Regions from separate parts of the Mus musculus genome. Here all the other regions are linked to region 1. The links are chromatin contacts, called in public Hi-C, HiChIP or PLAC-seq and promoter capture Hi-C maps. All regions are on one chromosome and are shown on one strand. The core of a region is the stretch at or near the end of the contact, and the rest is flanking DNA. Distances in the headings are between cores, read along the strand shown.

Region 1 (2,700 bases), core at 159-2,658:
CACAGCCAGGAGAGCCCCAGGTTCAAGATCAGCCTAGCTTCCATGAGACCCTGTCTCAAAAAACAAAAGAAAGTAGGATCCAGAGCAGGATTACAGGTATTGTCCCCTCATAGCCTGCATCTGGGGAGGCTGAAGCTGGTGGGTCCCGAGTGATGAAAAGGCTAGCTTGAGGTCATAGATTTTCTTAAAAAAAAAAAAAAAAAAGAAAAAAGAAAAAAAACATCCCAAGCTGGATTCCGACCAAACAACTAAAGGACAAAGTGGCATGCTATCCTTGTCCTTATTTAGACACTCAACTTGGCAGTCTTGCTGCACCATTTTAGATTGTGATGGATAAGATTCTTATGCCTTTCACACTTATTAAATCATGCATCCTCCATTTTGAGTTCAGGCAGTTGTTTCTGGAGCTGAACTCCATGATACATTTGGCCACCTGTCACCAGTTGAATCAGTCCCTGCAGACAGTCATGATTCCTTGGAGTCTCATACTGTTTATAGATCTGGTAAGCAGTGGGGACCTTTAGCTATTTATGAAAACAGCTCAGAGTCCTCTTAACTCATCTATTTGATGTATATTAACAATATGCAGTAATAAATTAGCTTACAAACTATATGTTGCTGCAAGGTAGTTGTGCTGAGTTTTCTTTCACTGCTGATAAATGCATACCCAAAGCATTCTCTGTAGAGTAACAATGCACCAGGATTTGAAACTAATACCTCGAGACATTGAAGGGGCAGAGAGGGTCCAAAACTAGCCTCTTAACTAGTCAAGGGTGATCCAGCTCTGATGTTTTAAAAGCATAGTAAGACTAGTGTCCTTCCAACCTTCAGTTCTCAAAATGAGATAACTAGGTTAGGAAGACACATGGAGAAAGGAGATTTTGAATACACCCAGGAAACACCGCAATACTAAGTTCTGTCCCCACTGCAGTTTCTCCTTTCCCCTAAATTTAGACTGAGGTGAAGAGCTGGCAACTGACGCAGGACTAAAGGCTTTTTCACCTGGACTCGTGATTTTTAACCATGCGAAGGAATACAGTAAAATGTTCTGTATAGAATTCAGGGGAAAGCGAGCAATGGAAAACGAAAATCATGCAATTGCTCCAACGTCGCACTGGAGCTAGAAGAGCTCGAAACCCTCCCCAAGGAAAGTCCAAGATGGCCGAGCTAAGAACCCGAAGAGGATGCAATAGCCCCGCTCCCAGGCGCCCTCCGCCCGCCGGGGCTAGGGGTGTGGGGGTGTGGGGAAATAAAGCGCTAGGCCACGCCTCCTTACATCACCGACAGACGTCATCTCGCTCTCCAGAAAACGTGCCGCAGGGTGCAGGCCCCGCCCCGCGGAAAGAAGGGCGGCCCTCCCTGGACGTGAAGCACGCTGGGACTCCGGAGTCTCGAGCTTCCCGGCAGCCTCCGCGGCGGGCGTGGTGCGTAAGGAGCTGACCAGCGGTGGCCGTTCTCCGTAAGATGGCGGACCGGCGGCGGCAGCGCGCTTCCCAGGACACGGAGGACGAGGAATCCGGGGCTTCGGGTTCCGACAGCGGCTCTCCGGCGCGGGGCGGCGGCAGCTGCAGCGGGAGCGTCGGAGGCGGCGGCAGTGGCTCGCTGCCTTCTCAGCGCGGCGGCCGCGGCGGGGGCCTTCACCTGCGGCGGGTGGAGAGCGGGGGCGCCAAGAGCGCCGAGGAGTCTGAGTGTGTGAGTGAGCGGCGGGCGGTCCAGGGCGGCGACCCGGCAGGGGGCGGGCTGGAGATGCTGTGAGATGCCGGGCCTCCTCTTAGAGGGAAAGAAAGGTTGTCCCGCTGCGAATCTGCATCCACCCAGAGCCCCGGGGAAGGAGGACTGGGTGGTTTCTGAGCTCAGGGCGTGCAATGTTTACACGGAAACTGGGGCTGGGATGTAGAGAACCGCCATTCTCGATGTGACTTCTGAAGATTTATCTTGCCCCATATTCCTACCCAACCATCTGTGTTGATTCTTCAGTCGTCCCTCACGGTTATCTGCGGGTGGGCTCCCCGCGTCTGGAAATCACCAACTCTAACCTGTGTGATCTTCTTCCTCCCAGGAGAGTGAAGATGGCATGGAAGGAGATGGTGAGTAATTTTACTTTATCTTGAATTCTTGTGGATGTAAATTAAGGCCATGTATATCTTACACTGGGTCTTTCTCGGTTTGTTAGGGGTTTTTGGAGAGCGTTCCCCGGGAGTGGCGTTTGTGTCATGGTGATGATGAGCATGCTTGTTTGGTTTGGTTCCTTTTTGGAAGGTGACAGATTGAGTGCACTGTGGTGACTTAGAATAACACCTGACAACAGCATAGTTTTTCGTCAGTGTGGTCCCAAAGTTCTCCATCTGTCAACAGAAACTATAATTTTATCTGCCCCAGAAAGTTGCTGCGTCCACAAATTAAGTGAGGATGTTTGCCTGGCCCAAAACGAACTGTCAGAAATGTAGTAACAAACGTTTATGTTATTACATATCACATAATTTGTCTTTTCCTTTCAGCTGTTCTTTCCGATTATGAAAGTGCAGAAGATTCAGAAGTGAGTGTGATAGATTCTTTTTCCTTATGGCGTAAGTCAGAAAATGTCTCTTTAAAAAAACCTCTAGCTGTGTGGTACAAAAATTCCCTGACTTGCTTCTCTTATACATTCTTCTCGTGTGCTTTTAAAAGTCTGTTAGAAGTCTGGTGATGGTGGCACATGTC
Region 2 (2,700 bases), core at 171-2,670, 1.5 Mb before region 1:
CCCTAGAATTGGATTTACAGGGGCATATGCGTCACCATGTGGATGCTGGGACCCGAACTTGGGTCCTCTGCCAGAGCAGCAAGGACTCTTTTTTTTTTTTTTTTTTAAGATTTATTTATTTAATGTAAGTACACTGTAGCTGTCCTCAGACACTCCAGAAAAGGGAGTCAGATCTTGTTACGGATGGTTGTGAGCCACCATGTGGTTGCTGGGATTTGAACTCCTGACCTTCAGAAGAGCAGTCGGGTGCTCTTACCCACTGAGCCATCTCACCAGCCCAGCAAGGACTCTTAACACCTGAGCCATCTCTATAGTTTCTATTTTCTTTTTTAGTTTTTGTTTGTTTGTATTTTTCTGAGGGAGGGTTTTCTCTGTGTAGCCCTGGCTGTCCTGGAACTCTCTTTGTAGACCAGGCTGGCCTCGAACTCAGAAATCTGCCTGTCTCTGCCTCCCGAGTGCTGGGACTAAAGGGGTGCGCCACCATGCCTCAAATTTTCCAAAACAGCTAATCAAAAGTAACAGTGACCACCTAAGAATCCATCTCAGAGTGAACCAAATCATATTAGGTACTGATAGGGAATTAGCTTGCAGTAGCCGAGAAACTGAGCAGAGGCCAGGCAGACATGGGTTAGGATGTGTTACATAGTCTGTGTGGCTCCAGGATGACCTGGTTATCACACTGGGATTCCTTTAACCACTGAATGTGAAGCGATTTTGGAGTTGTTAAACTCTATGTACCTGACTCTCAGTTCTGCCAATTATTTGTTTAAATTTGAATTACATATTTAGTATCTCTGGCCCAACCATATATGTAAAAGCAGGAATATTTATTGCTTGTGGTGAGGATTAAGTTGATATATGTAAAATGCTTAAATTGCCAGGCGCCTAGTAAACAATTTTGAAATACCAGTTATTACCAAATTTGGTAAGTGGTATTTTTGGAAATGATATGTTTTGGGAAATGACAGATTCTTGTTAACCCACGTGCCTTTTGCTTTTCAGTAATCACAGCGGTCAGCTTCCCTAACGGAAAGGTATGAAAGAATTTTCACATAGAAAACTAGGTTGGTTAAAGGTTTAAGGTTATACTGCATTTTGAGGTCAGAAACACACCCAGAAACTATCATTTTCGCCCTAAATACCTCCAGTGAATTCCTTGTAATGAAAGAAAACACTTATCTTAAAGGCTTCTGATTTCAGAGGGAAGCACTTTTTCGTTTTTTTCACCGATTGTAAATAAGGTGTAACAATGTGTTAAGGAACCAGGAATGCAGCAACCAGAGTCCCACAGAAGCCTCCTGCGCAGGCGCAGCTGGCTCTCCCCGTCTCCGACTGGCGCGTGACAGCCGTGCGGTTTACCCTACTTCCAAAGTGGTTTCATTGCGCACGCGCGAACCCACTGCGCGTGCCCGCGCGCCCCTCCCCTGGAGAGCGTGCGCGTGCGCGCGACTCACCTTTCGGCCTGGGGCGCGCGCCCTGGAAAATTCCACTCCCCAGCTCGCTCCGCCCTCTGCGCCTTTTCTCCGGCTCGGTGATCTGCGGCTAGGCTAGCATCCCGGCGGCCTTTGCGCGAGCAAAATGGCGGCCCCCGTACCTCGGGGCTTGTCCTCCTTATACAGGACTTTGGGATGGTGGTCTCGGCAGGTGGGTAGAAATGAAGCGAATGAAATTTTTAGGGACACAAAGAGGAGGATAGAGTAGAGGGGAATAATCATGCTGTGGGCGTTGCTGAGTTTGGACCATACGAGTCAGACTTCATCTGGAGAAGAATTTGAGGTGTATGCGATCCCCTCTAGACAAGTCTCTCTAGACAGCCTAGACGAGGCTGAGCATTAAGCTTCTTTACGTTAATTCTAGTCTTTGGAGAGAAGATGTTAAAAAGGAAAGTAATGGCTTGGAAGATGAACCAGCTCTTTTACATTCTTAAAAAATTTTTTTTTGAAAAGGATAGGAGTTTTGTCTTATCCTAGAGGGAAAAGGTCACCTGACTTCGTAAAAGTTTATTGGTCAGTTAGGAGCTAGAAGCAATTTGCTTCTGAAAAAGCAAAACAGAAGTGTGGGGGAAATGCCAGGGAGATCTTGTTTAATGCTTTAGTAATAGCATTCCACTCTTTTCAGAAATGGGTTAAGTGAGGTTTACAATTAAACTGAAAGTTCTTTGGCACTAGGACCTCTGCTTTAATCATCTCTGTATACAGTAGTACTGCAGAATGTATTAAAGGAAAGTTTTTACTGTTGATTGATGTGAATACAGGTTATTAATTGGCTTGTGGCAAAAGCCATCCCTAGGTGTTCAAAAAGTAATATCGTTTCTCCATAATAGTCATTTCATAACTCCTGAAGCATTCTTTAATGGGATGTCTTTCTATAAGACTTTGCAAACAGTTTGCTCAAGATAGATTTATCCTTTCCAAATCACCTATACGCTAACTTTTTTTTTTCATCTCCCAGCCCATTCTGGTGACTCAGTCCACAACTGTAGTTCAAGTTAAAACCAAAAGCCGTTTTAGACCCCCAACTCCTGAACCCAAGTACAAAACAGAGAAGGAGTTTTTGGAGTATGCCAGGAAAGCGGGATTGGTCATTCCACAGGAACGGTTGGAGCGCCCTATACATTTGGCCTGTACAGGTAAGGAACTATTTCTGGGATCCTGGTTCAGTTCTCTATTGTCAGAGGTCTGGTGTATGCTTTAGACTCTG
Region 3 (2,757 bases), core at 227-2,726, 1.1 Mb before region 1:
ATTTATTTCCCCATCTTCCGCACTGTCTACTTAGGCCCCCTCATGGTATGCCTTTCTCTGTAGATCACAGCTAGGTTCTTCCTCCTTCCACTCTTTTATCCCTCACTTTGTTCCTGTGGTTTTTTTCCTGACTGTTTCCATCCACCGGGACAGATTTCCTCTTTCAAGTTGCTATCGTCCACTGATGCAGACAATGGGAAGCTGTCCAACCTCCGCAGCAAAATTTATTCTTAATCCAAGGAAAATTGCATTGTTAAACATGGCAGTGAGACAGAAACTTGGCTTTGCCTTTCTGTCATCCTGATTGGGAGAAAGAATAGTGAGAGGTGGTGAGGAGACGTTAGGGATAGATCCATTCACTGACCATAGACGGATTTCTAAATACAGTGACCATCTGGGTTGGTGTATCACAATTATTGCTTCTGGTACCTCGGTACCGAATGTGGCTTTGGAGCATTTGCGATTTAAAAAAAAAAAAAAAAGGCCGAGACCGTCCCTGGGTGGGCTCGAACCACCAACCTTTCGGTTAACAGCCGAACGCGCTAACCGATTGCGCCACAGAGACGGTGACAGTTGTTTGTGAGGCAGAGAGCCGAGTCAATAGTACTGAGCCGATATGGCGCAAGACCAGTCACGACGCAAGCAGTTACAGTAGCTTAGAAACCCAGCGGAACAAAATCTGATCTCGAAGAACAGCGAATCGAGGCTGTGGCGGAGGGAACAGTGGTTGTGCAAGGGAAGGGAAAGCAAGGGATGCACACGTCCCACCTGGGCTGCCCTGGAGCCGTTGGCCCAGGCTATCCTCGGTCAGTGTCTAGGATGTGGCACAGAACGTTCCTTTGTAGAGTGAACAGAGACTTAGGGCTACGTCTGTCGGCCAGCAGGGATTGGGAGTGAGAGACTCCAAACGCTGAACAACCTGTAGCTCACTCCCGTAAAACAAAACAAAAGCTCCATTCTGGAACTAAACCCTCCTAGCACGAACCCTCGGCACGATCTTCCCATTCTGCAAAGAATGGGCGCCTTCGGTATACTCGGTGCCGATAGGTTAATTGGCGCCTGCAAAAATCCCGGTGAACAGTAAGGATTTGTGAATGAACACTGGAAGTCGGGTAGCTTGAGTAAAATGCCTAACTCCTGCAGCACCACGGTAAGCGCCAGCTTACCTACTCTGCTTACAGCACCAGCCCCACAAGGCCTGTCCCAAGCCCACGTGTTGCAAACTCCGCCCCTAAACGGGATGGCCCGAACTCCAGGTCCGCCAAGATCCCAACATGCCCCGGACCGTAGGCTCTTCCGCACTCACAGTGACTTTTCACTTTCCGCTTTCCATACCTCCGTTTTGGTGTCTCAACCAAACTATGCATATTTGTGACTGACGGCATGAGTGTCCAATAGAAAGCTGAACTAGTCAATCCGAGTCGGCCCGCCAGCCAATGGGGAGGATTCGGCAAGAGCGTTGACCCTGAGAAAGCCAGAGCCGGTTTGCAGGCAACGCTGTGGGGATCGGGCTTCCACTCCAGCGCAATCATGGTGAGATCGGGGAGTAAGGAAAGGAGTCTGGGATGGGAACTGAAAGCAAGGACGAGTAGTGCTTGGGTTCGGGACGGGGAGAGCCTGGTGGTCAGTAGAATGCACATGGGAGTACCGTGCAGATGAGTGCGGTTCCTGGGTGCCCCACCGGGCCCATCTCAGGGCTGGAGCTCCTGGCGTCCTGGCTCCTCCGGAGTGGAGGGCACGGGTATATGAGCTTTGGGGACCAGAACTGATGTGAAGGTTATGGTCCCACTTAGCTCCACGAACTGAGCCCCTTGATTTGTTTGTCCCCAGTCTATTATGTCCTATAATGGAGGGGCCGTCATGGCCATGAAGGGAAAGAACTGTGTGGCCATCGCTGCAGACAGACGTTTCGGGATCCAGGCCCAGATGGTGACCACGGACTTCCAGAAGATCTTTCCCATGGGTGACAGGCTCTACATAGGCCTGGCCGGCCTGGCCACTGACGTCCAGACAGTGTAAGTGTCTCCAGCCCCACCTTCACCCAGGTTTCTTCGTTGAGCAGCCCGATATCAGCCATCTGCCAAAAGCCACGATTGAGTGTGAGACTCAGCTGAACACCACAGCGTTACGGAGATGGGTCCTAACCTATGTTTTTCTGGCATTACCTTGTGCTCTGCTCTTTGTGAAGAAGCATTTTTGTTAGGGAGTCCCTTAATCACCGTCTTAATATTACTGGCGAGCCGTCTCATTCTGCAATTGAAAAAAAAATTGAGACCTTCCTTCAAGATGCACAGTAATGAACGTCAGCCAGAATCCTACTGTAGGTCTTTCTAAAGACCGTGGGCACTCGCTAAACCAGTAGGCGGCTGGCAAAGCAGACATACCGAACGATAACTAACCATGATGAGCTGTTGGGTTTTAACTGCCCACTTTACTTACCTAGTTGACAGTGCTTATGTGATTTGAGTGATGGGAGGGTCTGAGAGGGGAAACGGGTTGTCTGTGATGGCCCCAGTGTGCTGGTTCTGATCGCTGTGGTTGGTGGTGGGAACTTTAAAAACACAATTCATTGATTATTATTTTACGTGTATGTGTGTCTGTGCACCACATGTGTGCAGTGACTGCAGAGGCTAGAAGAGATTGTTGGACAACCTTCCCCCCCAGCAACCCTCATGACCCAGCTTGAATTACAGGTGGTTGTGAGCCACCATGTGGGTGCTGGGGATAGAAAGCTGGAAGAGCAGTCAGTGCTCTTCA
Region 4 (2,700 bases), core at 201-2,700, 1.5 Mb after region 1:
GGAAGAACAGCCGGGGGCATAACCTGATCCACAGGCAGAAATCAACCTAGCTCTCTGGAAAGCTTGTAATTTCCTGTTACCATAGCAACACCAGCATCTCCATCCCCCCCAGGACGTGAGAAGAGCTGCTCTTACCATGTCCTTCCTCCCAACCCCCTCCAATACCTTCTATCTCTGAGATTTTTGTGTTTCAATTAATTACTGTCAATGCCTGTACTGCGTTTTGTCTCCTCCTCCTCCTCCTCTTCTTCTTCTTTTTATTTTTATTTTTTTCTTATTCCATCTGCTGAGTCACCGTGTCCTGCTCTGTATTAGAGTGGTTATTCACTAGAACATTTGGGTGCTGGTTGCCATGGCCACAGTGCAGCCTGCATCCTTCATCACCTGTTAATTCTCAGCAAGGCTGGTTGCGAGCGTGGGTACCACTGCCCTTATACAAGACCCAAGGGACATCAAAGCTCCTCAAGACAGGAAAGGGGGCCCAATGACGCATACATGAGAGCAAATGTCTCATCTCAGTTATGGAAAAAAAAGTCTAGAGATTGTTATAACCTTGCAAACCACATTCAGGTGGAAGTTTATCAAATAAACCAAGAAATGTATCATTTTTCTTTCCCGGTACATCTTTGAAAAAATGCCTTCGTTCACTAACCACTTTAAGATGTAATTTTTTTGTTGCAATGTTATGAATTCTTTATGCAAATCACAACCTACCCCTGAAAGCAACATGGAAGAGTCTTGAAACACAAGGTCCTCAAGGAACTGGCTCCCAGTAGGGGGCTGGCTAGAGGTCTGATTAGGTGCAAACCCAAGGAGTGGGTCCAAGAGTGTTGGGCAGATCCCGCCCAACATAGAGGGCATAGACAAGAGATGCTGAGGGTTTTCCATGGTAACAGGAGCATAAAAGGGTTCCAAGGCAACCAACATGAGAATCTCAACAGAAAGAGCAAGCCCATCAGCCCATGGCCCATTGCTCCTGATAACTATGACAATGATATCCTGTTTGCAAAGCCCAATGGAGGGGACAGGGATCAATAAGTCAGCCTACATGCATACACTACCTGTTCATCAAACATCAACATATGCGCACATTGGTCATTTGATTCTCATTCATTCTCTCCCTTCCCTCTCCTCTCAGCCCCGCCCCATGGGATGTAGTCCAATAGAAGACTAGGAAGCCGATGGCCCAAGGCATACAGTAGAATGAGCTGCTCTGGAGCCCAGGGAATCTGTCTCCTGTCTGTCTCCTCCCTGTTTCAGCCCTTCCCTTTCCCCATATTCTGAATAAATAACTAATTGATTGACAGCTCTGTGACAGGGTGGGGCAGAGTGACAGGTTGAACCTACATTCCAGGCCCATTTCTCTTGCTGTGGGGAGTCTGGCCTCACCTGGAAGGAGGGTTTGGGAGGAACCTCGAGGGCTTTATAAGGCAGACCTGGAGCAGCGCACAGAGCAGAGCTGACCCAGCGCCACAACAGCCAACTATTCCCCAGCTCTGTGGGTGAGAAATTGGGAAGGGAAAAGAGGGAAAGGGAGGGGAGGGAAGGGACAGCAAGGATGAGAATTGACAAGCCCCCTGCCTTTAGAGGCTCCAGGCCATGGTGTCTCCAGAGATGGGGTCCCTTGCTTGGCCCAGAGTGGAAGGAACTGAGTCGCAGTTCTAAGGCCACACTGTTGTCCGTGATTCCCGCCTGCCTTTCTGCTTCACTTAGAACCCAGCCATGATCCTGGGGCTCCTGCCAGCCAGGGAGATGAGCAAGTGAGGGCCTATCCCCCATTGCTAAGATGAGAAAACTGAAGTCTAGAAGACAGGACGTGCTAAGACTGGAACTCACAGCTCTGGGTCCCGTCGCAAGCCCTTTCCTAGGCCAGTGCTACCTAAAAGAAAATTCTGCAATAATGAGAATGCTTTAAATCCGCACTTTCCTATATAGCAGCCATTAGCCACAGGAGTACTTATCATGTGGCTAGTTCAAAGGTGGAAAAATTGTATAGCAATTCATTCAAATGTAAGGAGACACAAATAACTAGTGACTGCCATATTTATCAAGCTGTATGGCTCATATTGGACAGAACAATTGTCTATAGCATTGATTTTTTCCCCCTTTTCATTCATTCTTTCTTTTTGGAAGGGTATCACTCTAGCCCTGGTTTGCCTAGCACTCACAGAACCTTGAGAGTGAGGCAATCCTGCCTCAGCCTCCCAAGTACTGAGACAGAAACAGGAGCCAGCAAGTCCAGCTGCGATTTTCAACATTTCTTTATTAGCCACAAATATTTCTCTCCCTCAGAACATCTCATTTGAGAATTTTGTCATAAGAAGCTAATATTTTTAAGGTTTTTTTTTGGTTGTTGTTGTTTGGTTGTTTTTTGTTTTTTTGTTTTTTTCAAGATAGGGTTTCTCTAGTACCACCCTGCCTGTCCTGCAACTAGCTCTATATAGAGACCAGTAGAGACCAGGCTGGCCTTGAACTCAGAGATCCGCCTGCCTCTGCTTCCTGAGTGTTGGGTTTGAAAGCATGTGCCAACACTCACAGCCTCTAATATATTTTTTTTTTAGTTTTTCGAGACAGGGTTTCTCTGTAAGACCCTGGCTGTCCTGGAACTCACTTTGTAGACCAGGCTGGCCTCGAACTCAGAAATCTGCCTGCCTCTGCCTCCTGAGTGCTGGGATTAAAGGCATGCGCCACTATGCCTGG
Region 5 (2,700 bases), core at 141-2,640, 1.1 Mb before region 1:
CCCCCCAGGAAGCGTTCCCGGCCTAGAGGTCTTTGAAGTGTGGATGAAGCCCCCAGGGCTGCCTTCTCCCCTCTGCCACCCAACCTCCCGCTGAGGGGGTATTTGACCTTTGGTCCCTGTGGGGGCGCCGTCTTTCCCCTTGCAAAGAAAAAAGGGGAATCAGATCTCGTCTTTGGGCTTATACCAGTCTGGGGGAAGTCTTGGGTCGCTTTCCATCAAACCCTAGACCCAATTTCGGGGACTTTAATCCTTCGTGGTGCGTTTTTGTACGCTACTGTGATTCTATACCTGCCCAGAAGTCAAGGCGTGATTCTGTTGGCAAGCACTTCCGAGGCAGCTTTACTCACTTTAAAACGCAAGGCACGCCCTGAGGCTAGGGGTGGAGTTACGACTTAGAACAGAGATCTTGAATTAAGGTGGGGTACCTCATTGTACCCCTAAGGTGCCTAGAGACCTTGACATTGAAGACTTCAAAGGGAAGTTCCTGGAGGGCAGGAATACCTCTACTCTGGCGCGCAGCCGACTCTAGCATTCAACAAATTTTTGTGCGGGGCGTGGTGGTGCACGCCTTTACTCTAGCACTTTGGTGGCAGAGGCAGAATTGGGAGTTCAAGGTCATCCTTCACTAAGTGGTGAGTTCGAGGCTAACCGGAGCTACTGGTGATCCTGTCTCAAACTAACAAAAAAGATTTGTAAAGTAAGTAAAAGTTTACACGTGGCATTGTCTACCCTCCAGAGTGACCTCCAGGGACAGCACCCATGAGCTGCCATCCAGAGACACCATTCCCATTCCAAGAACAAGCACGGGTAAATGGTTTAACATCGCTCCAGTTCTTTTTAAGAGCCCTGGTTTTTTTCATCTTCCCTAGATTTCCCTAGGGTTGAAGAACACCCAGAGAAGGGGGATGGGAGACCGGAGACCCAAAGTGTGACACGGAGGGGAGGACTCGGGAACTACCCACCTAGAGTCATAAAGGGAAAAAGAAAAGACGGGGAAAGCTGCACTGAGCGCACGAGCGAAAAGCTCCCTACCAAGCCAGGCTTTGTTCCCTGAACCTAAGACTTTACCCGGCGGCGGGCGGGCCGGGAGCGAGCGAGCGAGCGGAGGCGCGCGGCCATGGCTGCCGCGGCCGGGCAGGGGGGCCGGGGGGGCGGCGCGTGAGCGGGCGGCGCGGGGCGGGCGGGCGCCCGCGATGTGCCACTCGGCGCCTCCCCCGCCGGGCCCTGCTTGCACCGCGGCCGGGCGGCTCTGGTAGCCGGCGAGCGGCGCGGAAGGGGAGCGCGGCGCGCGAGTCTCATTGTTGGGGGGGGGGGGCCCGTCGGGGCATGAGGGCGAGAGCACGGCGGGGGGGGCGGCCAGACAGAGCGAGCGAGGAGGAGGAGGAGGACGCCGAGGAGGAGGAAGGAGGAGGCAAAGAAAAGAAGCGGCGGCGGCGGCGGCGGAGGAGGGGGCGAGGAGGCGCGCGGCCCCCGCTCCCTCCCTCCCCCCCTGACCCCCGACCCCCGCCGGCCGGCCCCCAGCCCCAGCCCCGGAGGGAGCTCATGGGAGTATGAAGGAGATGGTAGGAGGCTGCTGCGTATGTTCGGACGAGAGGGGCTGGGCCGAAAACCCGCTGGTCTACTGCGATGGGCACGCGTGCAGCGTGGCCGTCCACCAAGGTAAGGGGAGGGGGGAGACGGCCGGCGGGGGGGGGGGAGCTGCGGGACCCCGGGGCGGCGCGCGCACGGGGTGCCCTCGGCCGCGCCCTCCGGAGCCCTCCTGGGGCGCCTGCCCCTCCCCCACCCACCTGAAGCGAAAGGCGGCGTGGGCTCCCCCCCATCCCCAGCCTGGTCCTCCAGGACCGGGTCAGGCATTGTTTTCTTGCCTATTGTTCAGTCCCGCGCCCCCCACCCCAAGTTGAAGGAGTTTTGGGGAGAGTCCAGGGCGCAAGGAGTGAACTCCCTGAGCCCCGCACCGCCGGTGTCAGGGCTGTCCCGGGAATGTTTACCTGCGAGGTAACCCCCCCTCCCGCCCGGTTTATTTTGGTTCCCGCTCCGGGAGGAAGAGGTCAAGGGGGGGTCATCCCCCTTCGCTTCCGGATACTGGGAGGAGCGGAATTGGGAAGGGAGGAGAAGGGTCCCACGGGAGAAGGGATCCTGAAACCCTCCGGGGAAGAGCTGAGGCTGGGAGAGCGGTTTTACAGGGGGCCGGAATGGAGGAGAGAGAGGTTTGGAGTTTCCCCCTGCCGCCGCACATGGTTCGGGAGTTAACTCCTTAAGGAATCTTGCCGAGGGCGCAGGCTGGCATCTCCGCCTGTCTGGCACAGGCAACCACCACCACCCCCCTTCCCAAGACAACCCTTAATGCTGTGGCTGCGGGCCTTTCCCGCCACTCTCCTCTGGGTACCTGCCCCGCACCTGCCCTCTGTTTTCACTTTTGACCTGTACGTGTGACAGAGGCAGAAGATGAGGTCCTTGAACCCCCGACTTCCTTGGCTTATCCCTTACTGGCCCTTTAAGAAGCACCCCCCCTCCCCTCATAACAACAAAACGTGTTACAATCATGACTATTTCTTGTTCTGGTGCCTAGGGGACTGGTCAGGGCAGAGGCGGCGGGGGGGGGGGGGGGGGAGGGGGAGGAATTCAGGTCCAGAAAAAAGGGAGAGGGGTGGGATGAGAATGGAGGATCTTTGGAAGTTTAAGGTCAAGGACTCTGTCAGA
Region 6 (2,700 bases), core at 24-2,523, 1.0 Mb before region 1:
AACTGGGGACGTTTTAATGAGCCCCCCCCTCCCCCAGGTCACTCTAGAGCACGCACAAGTTGTGAAAACCACTGCATTCATTTATATTACTTGGCTTTGGGGTCTTGTTCTTTTGCAGTGAAGGGAGCTGACGAGTGCTCCTCCCGGTTTCACGGTCTCGGAGCGCTTTTACTCGGTCCACGTCACCAAGTCACAATGAAACGTGAGGATATAGAATAATAAGGATCATAGAATGAAACGAAAAAGGGAAAGGAAAGCTTAGGTTGGAGAAGGGCTATGTCCGCAAGTTTCCCTTTTTTGATTGACCCTTGACCCTCAACGGACACACACCGTCAACCTGGGGAGTGACCTTGGCTTCCGAACCCAAAGTGTGGAACAATCCAATTCAAATTCACAAGCATACCATGGGCAGAAATCTCCAGGACTCTGGCGCCAATCAAATAAAGTCGTGCAACTTCTGCTTGGTACGAGGCAAAACGAAGGCTTTTCTGCTCAGATTTAAAAGGAGGAGTGGCCTTTATCTTTTTACCTGTTTTAATGACCCAGGGTCGAATCAAGATCATACTTGTATTGAAACGTATTTTTATTGTCATTGAAGAGAGGAAAAGACTCTGAGGGGGCACCCGGATTTGAACCAGGGACCTCTTGATCTGCAGTCAAATGCTCTACCACTGAGCTATACCCCCGCACCGACGCGCAGCTTGAAGCAATCTCTTTTCAGTCTTAAGATGCTGTCGCAGCTGCTACACAGGTAGAATAGGGGCAAGAGAAAAGAATGGAAGAGCAAAGGCGGCCAAGCTGAAAGCAGAGGATGCCTGAATCCGAAGAATCCATGGGAAAGCTGCAGCGCAGAGGGGCGGGGAGGGTGAACGTACGGAGGTGCTGAGTCCAAAGGGAAAGGGACAGGTACCTATGTGGGAGAGGATGTGGGCGGGAAGGGAACTAGCTGGGGGGCGGGGCGGGGCAAGGGGTGGTTTCCCCGCAGGTTGATGCTGGGGACCCACGGGTTTAAGGAAAGTCCCCCAGTCTAGAGAATCTGTACTATCCCCACCATCGTCGGGTGCGTGGGGTTGCCCCCTCTCATGGGAAATCGGGCTCTGCCACACTCGCGTCTGTTTCTCCAGCGCGGGAAGGGCCATGGCCCGGGCCCGTCCTCGGTCGCGGAGCCCAGGGGCACGTGCACCCCGAGAGCTCAGGGGCTCCTGCACTCCCGTCCCGCAGTCCTCCCTGGAACCCGCCCCCACGCAGCCCCACGTCGCCCGGGGAGCGCGCCTGGTCGCGCGCGCCTCTTTCCGCGCCCGAGGCGCGTCCCCGCCCTAGCCAGTGCAGCCCCTCCTCCCCACTGTGTTTATTAGGGGAAGGAGGGCGGAGGCGGAGGCCAGTTCCCCAGTTCCAGTCGCCGTCGCCTGCACAGTTGCAGCCGCCGCCTCCCACCAGCTCGCCCAAGGAAAAGGGAACGCGCGCGAATACGGGCGTCCCCGCCCCAGTCTTTCCCCGGAACCATGAACCCTAACTGTGCCCGGTGCGGCAAGATCGTGTACCCCACGGAGAAGGTGAACTGTCTGGATAAGGTGAGCTCGGGTACCGGGCGCTGCGAGCTAGCCAGTGCTAGTGCAGCTCTCCATCAGGGGAGGAAAGAGGGGCCGGGTCTTTGCGGGCTCTTCCCTGCGCTCCCCAGAGCAGGTAAGGAAGGCGGGAGGCGACTTGGGGTGTGGGGACAGACCCCAGTCTGGAACCTGGGAGGTCCAAGGCGAGGTGGTGAGCAGCCACCGCTGGAGATGGGTGGCCTCTGTGCATCGAGGTTAGGAGGGCTGGAAGGAAGGGCGGAAGAGCACCAGGGAACCGGGTTCCCCGGGTGTGTGCAGGAGGTTAGAGGTGCAGTCCCGCCCCCCGGGCCGGGAGTGAGAGGGGAGACGGCCGCTCCCTTTCCCCGCGGCGGCCAGCGCCAAGTAGGCGGAAGCGCGGGGCGCTGGGGGGAGGGGGCGGCGGGGGCGGGGCGGAGGCTGGGGCCGGCGCTACCCGCCCGGCTTGGGCTGCCGGTAGCCTGGCTTCCTGGCTTGGAAGCTGCGTCGGGTCCTTCGTCCAGCGAGTGTCAATTGTGGTGAAAGGGATTTAGGGGCAGCGCCGGAATCTCACTGCGAGACCCCCTCTTTTTGAACGACCTGCTGGTCCCCTCCTTGCTTTTTTTGTGGTTGGGGAACCCGCAGACCTCCTTCATAGCTTCCCCAACCCCCAATTCAAATTGCAAGCCACTCCGGGTGATCGGCTGCCCAGTCGGAGCTGGGCGGGGTAGGGAGTGGGGAGGACGCTTCTTGGAGATCTGAAATTGTGCTCAGCCTGGAGACCAGCTTAGAGAACAAAGAGCTAACTTTTCAGAGCTGTTTTCTCCGATGGAGGGTGGGATTGGCCGAGTTCTGAGGAAGCAGACGAAAAGGAGTTTTTTAAGAGGAGGGGGGTAGCCTTCTGGAAATCAGCTGGCCCCTAGGGGCTCTTACGCATCCCCCGGCCCAGGCTGGACCCGATCATCTGTTTGCCATTACACTTTTGCAAGGGGGACTGAAGGGTAGATCTGGGTGTTTCCGGTACAGTTTGAGATGGGACCCTTCTGCCTTGTTCTGAACCCCATAAAGTCTAAGACAACCCGTTTCTTCTCTTGTGACCCCCTCTGCAGGGAAGCCTTTTGGCTCCTCATAGATACGT

What was found. Promoter capture Hi-C pulls out the DNA fragments that hold promoters and counts their contacts. A called contact is a pair of places that touch in the nucleus more often than the background predicts. HiChIP or PLAC-seq counts read pairs in DNA pulled down with a chosen protein or histone mark. Capture Hi-C pulls out chosen DNA fragments and counts their contacts.
Region 2: a Hi-C map of B cells shows a contact between it and region 1, with 6 read pairs. The contact joins the promoter of Mrpl45 here to the promoter of Casc3 in region 1. A contact is called at or near these places in 2 of 39 promoter capture datasets (liver and pre-B cells) and 1 of 484 Hi-C or Micro-C datasets (B cells).
Region 3: a contact with region 1 is called in a promoter capture Hi-C map of liver, with 2.5 times the contacts expected there. The contact joins the promoter of Psmb3 here to the promoter of Casc3 in region 1. A contact is called at or near these places in 4 of 39 promoter capture datasets (hippocampal neurons, liver and pre-B cells) and 1 of 9 other capture datasets (liver).
Region 4: a promoter capture Hi-C map of second pharyngeal arch cranial neural crest shows a contact between it and region 1, with 5 times the contacts expected there. The contact joins the promoter of Gast here to the promoter of Casc3 in region 1. A contact is called at or near these places in 7 of 39 promoter capture datasets (the 3T3-L1 cell line, cranial neural crest, embryonic stem cells and 3 more), 1 of 484 Hi-C or Micro-C datasets (the N1E-115 cell line) and 6 of 115 datasets of contacts at active chromatin or transcription factors (embryonic forebrain, embryonic stem cells, forebrain and 2 more).
Region 5: a contact with region 1 is called in a promoter capture Hi-C map of pre-B cells, with 3 times the contacts expected there. The contact joins the promoter of Mllt6 here to the promoter of Casc3 in region 1. A contact is called at or near these places in 2 of 39 promoter capture datasets (hippocampal neurons and pre-B cells).
Region 6: an H3K27ac HiChIP or PLAC-seq map of microglia shows a contact between it and region 1, with 5 times the contacts expected there. The contact joins the promoter of Lasp1 here to the promoter of Casc3 in region 1. A contact is called at or near these places in 2 of 39 promoter capture datasets (hippocampal neurons and liver) and 1 of 115 datasets of contacts at active chromatin or transcription factors (microglia).

What each region holds. Positions count from the first base shown.
Region 1 is chr11:98,808,400-98,811,099 of GRCm38.p6, forward strand. Casc3 (cancer susceptibility candidate 3) reads left to right here and starts at 1,409. Exons shown (of 14, transcript NM_138660.2): 1 at 1,409-1,692; 2 at 2,060-2,087; 3 at 2,499-2,536. The coding sequence starts at 1,465. Gm12359 (predicted gene 12359) reads right to left here and starts at 1,690. Exons shown (of 3, transcript NR_033551.1): 1 at 1,277-1,690.
Region 2 is chr11:97,314,296-97,316,995 of GRCm38.p6, forward strand. Mrpl45 (mitochondrial ribosomal protein L45) reads left to right here and starts at 1,421. Exons shown (of 8, transcript NM_025927.4): 1 at 1,421-1,644; 2 at 2,452-2,629. The coding sequence starts at 1,579.
Region 3 is chr11:97,701,958-97,704,714 of GRCm38.p6, forward strand. Psmb3 (proteasome (prosome, macropain) subunit, beta type 3) reads left to right here and starts at 1,477. Exons shown (of 6, transcript NM_011971.4): 1 at 1,477-1,533; 2 at 1,831-2,015. The coding sequence starts at 1,531. It overlaps n-TNgtt8 (a tRNA gene), which reads right to left and starts at 565; the gene lies at 492-565. It also overlaps a transcript of Pcgf2 not described here.
Region 4 is chr11:100,332,957-100,335,656 of GRCm38.p6, forward strand. Gast (gastrin) reads left to right here and starts at 1,451. Exons shown (of 3, transcript NM_010257.4): 1 at 1,451-1,502.
Region 5 is chr11:97,662,022-97,664,721 of GRCm38.p6, forward strand. It overlaps Mllt6 (myeloid/lymphoid or mixed-lineage leukemia; translocated to, 6), which reads left to right and starts at 1,391. Exons shown (of 20, transcript NM_139311.2): 1 at 1,391-1,659. The coding sequence starts at 1,551.
Region 6 is chr11:97,798,292-97,800,991 of GRCm38.p6, forward strand. Lasp1 (LIM and SH3 protein 1) reads left to right here and starts at 1,274. Exons shown (of 7, transcript NM_010688.5): 1 at 1,274-1,571. The coding sequence starts at 1,503. It overlaps n-TCgca51 (a tRNA gene), which reads right to left and starts at 686; the gene lies at 615-686.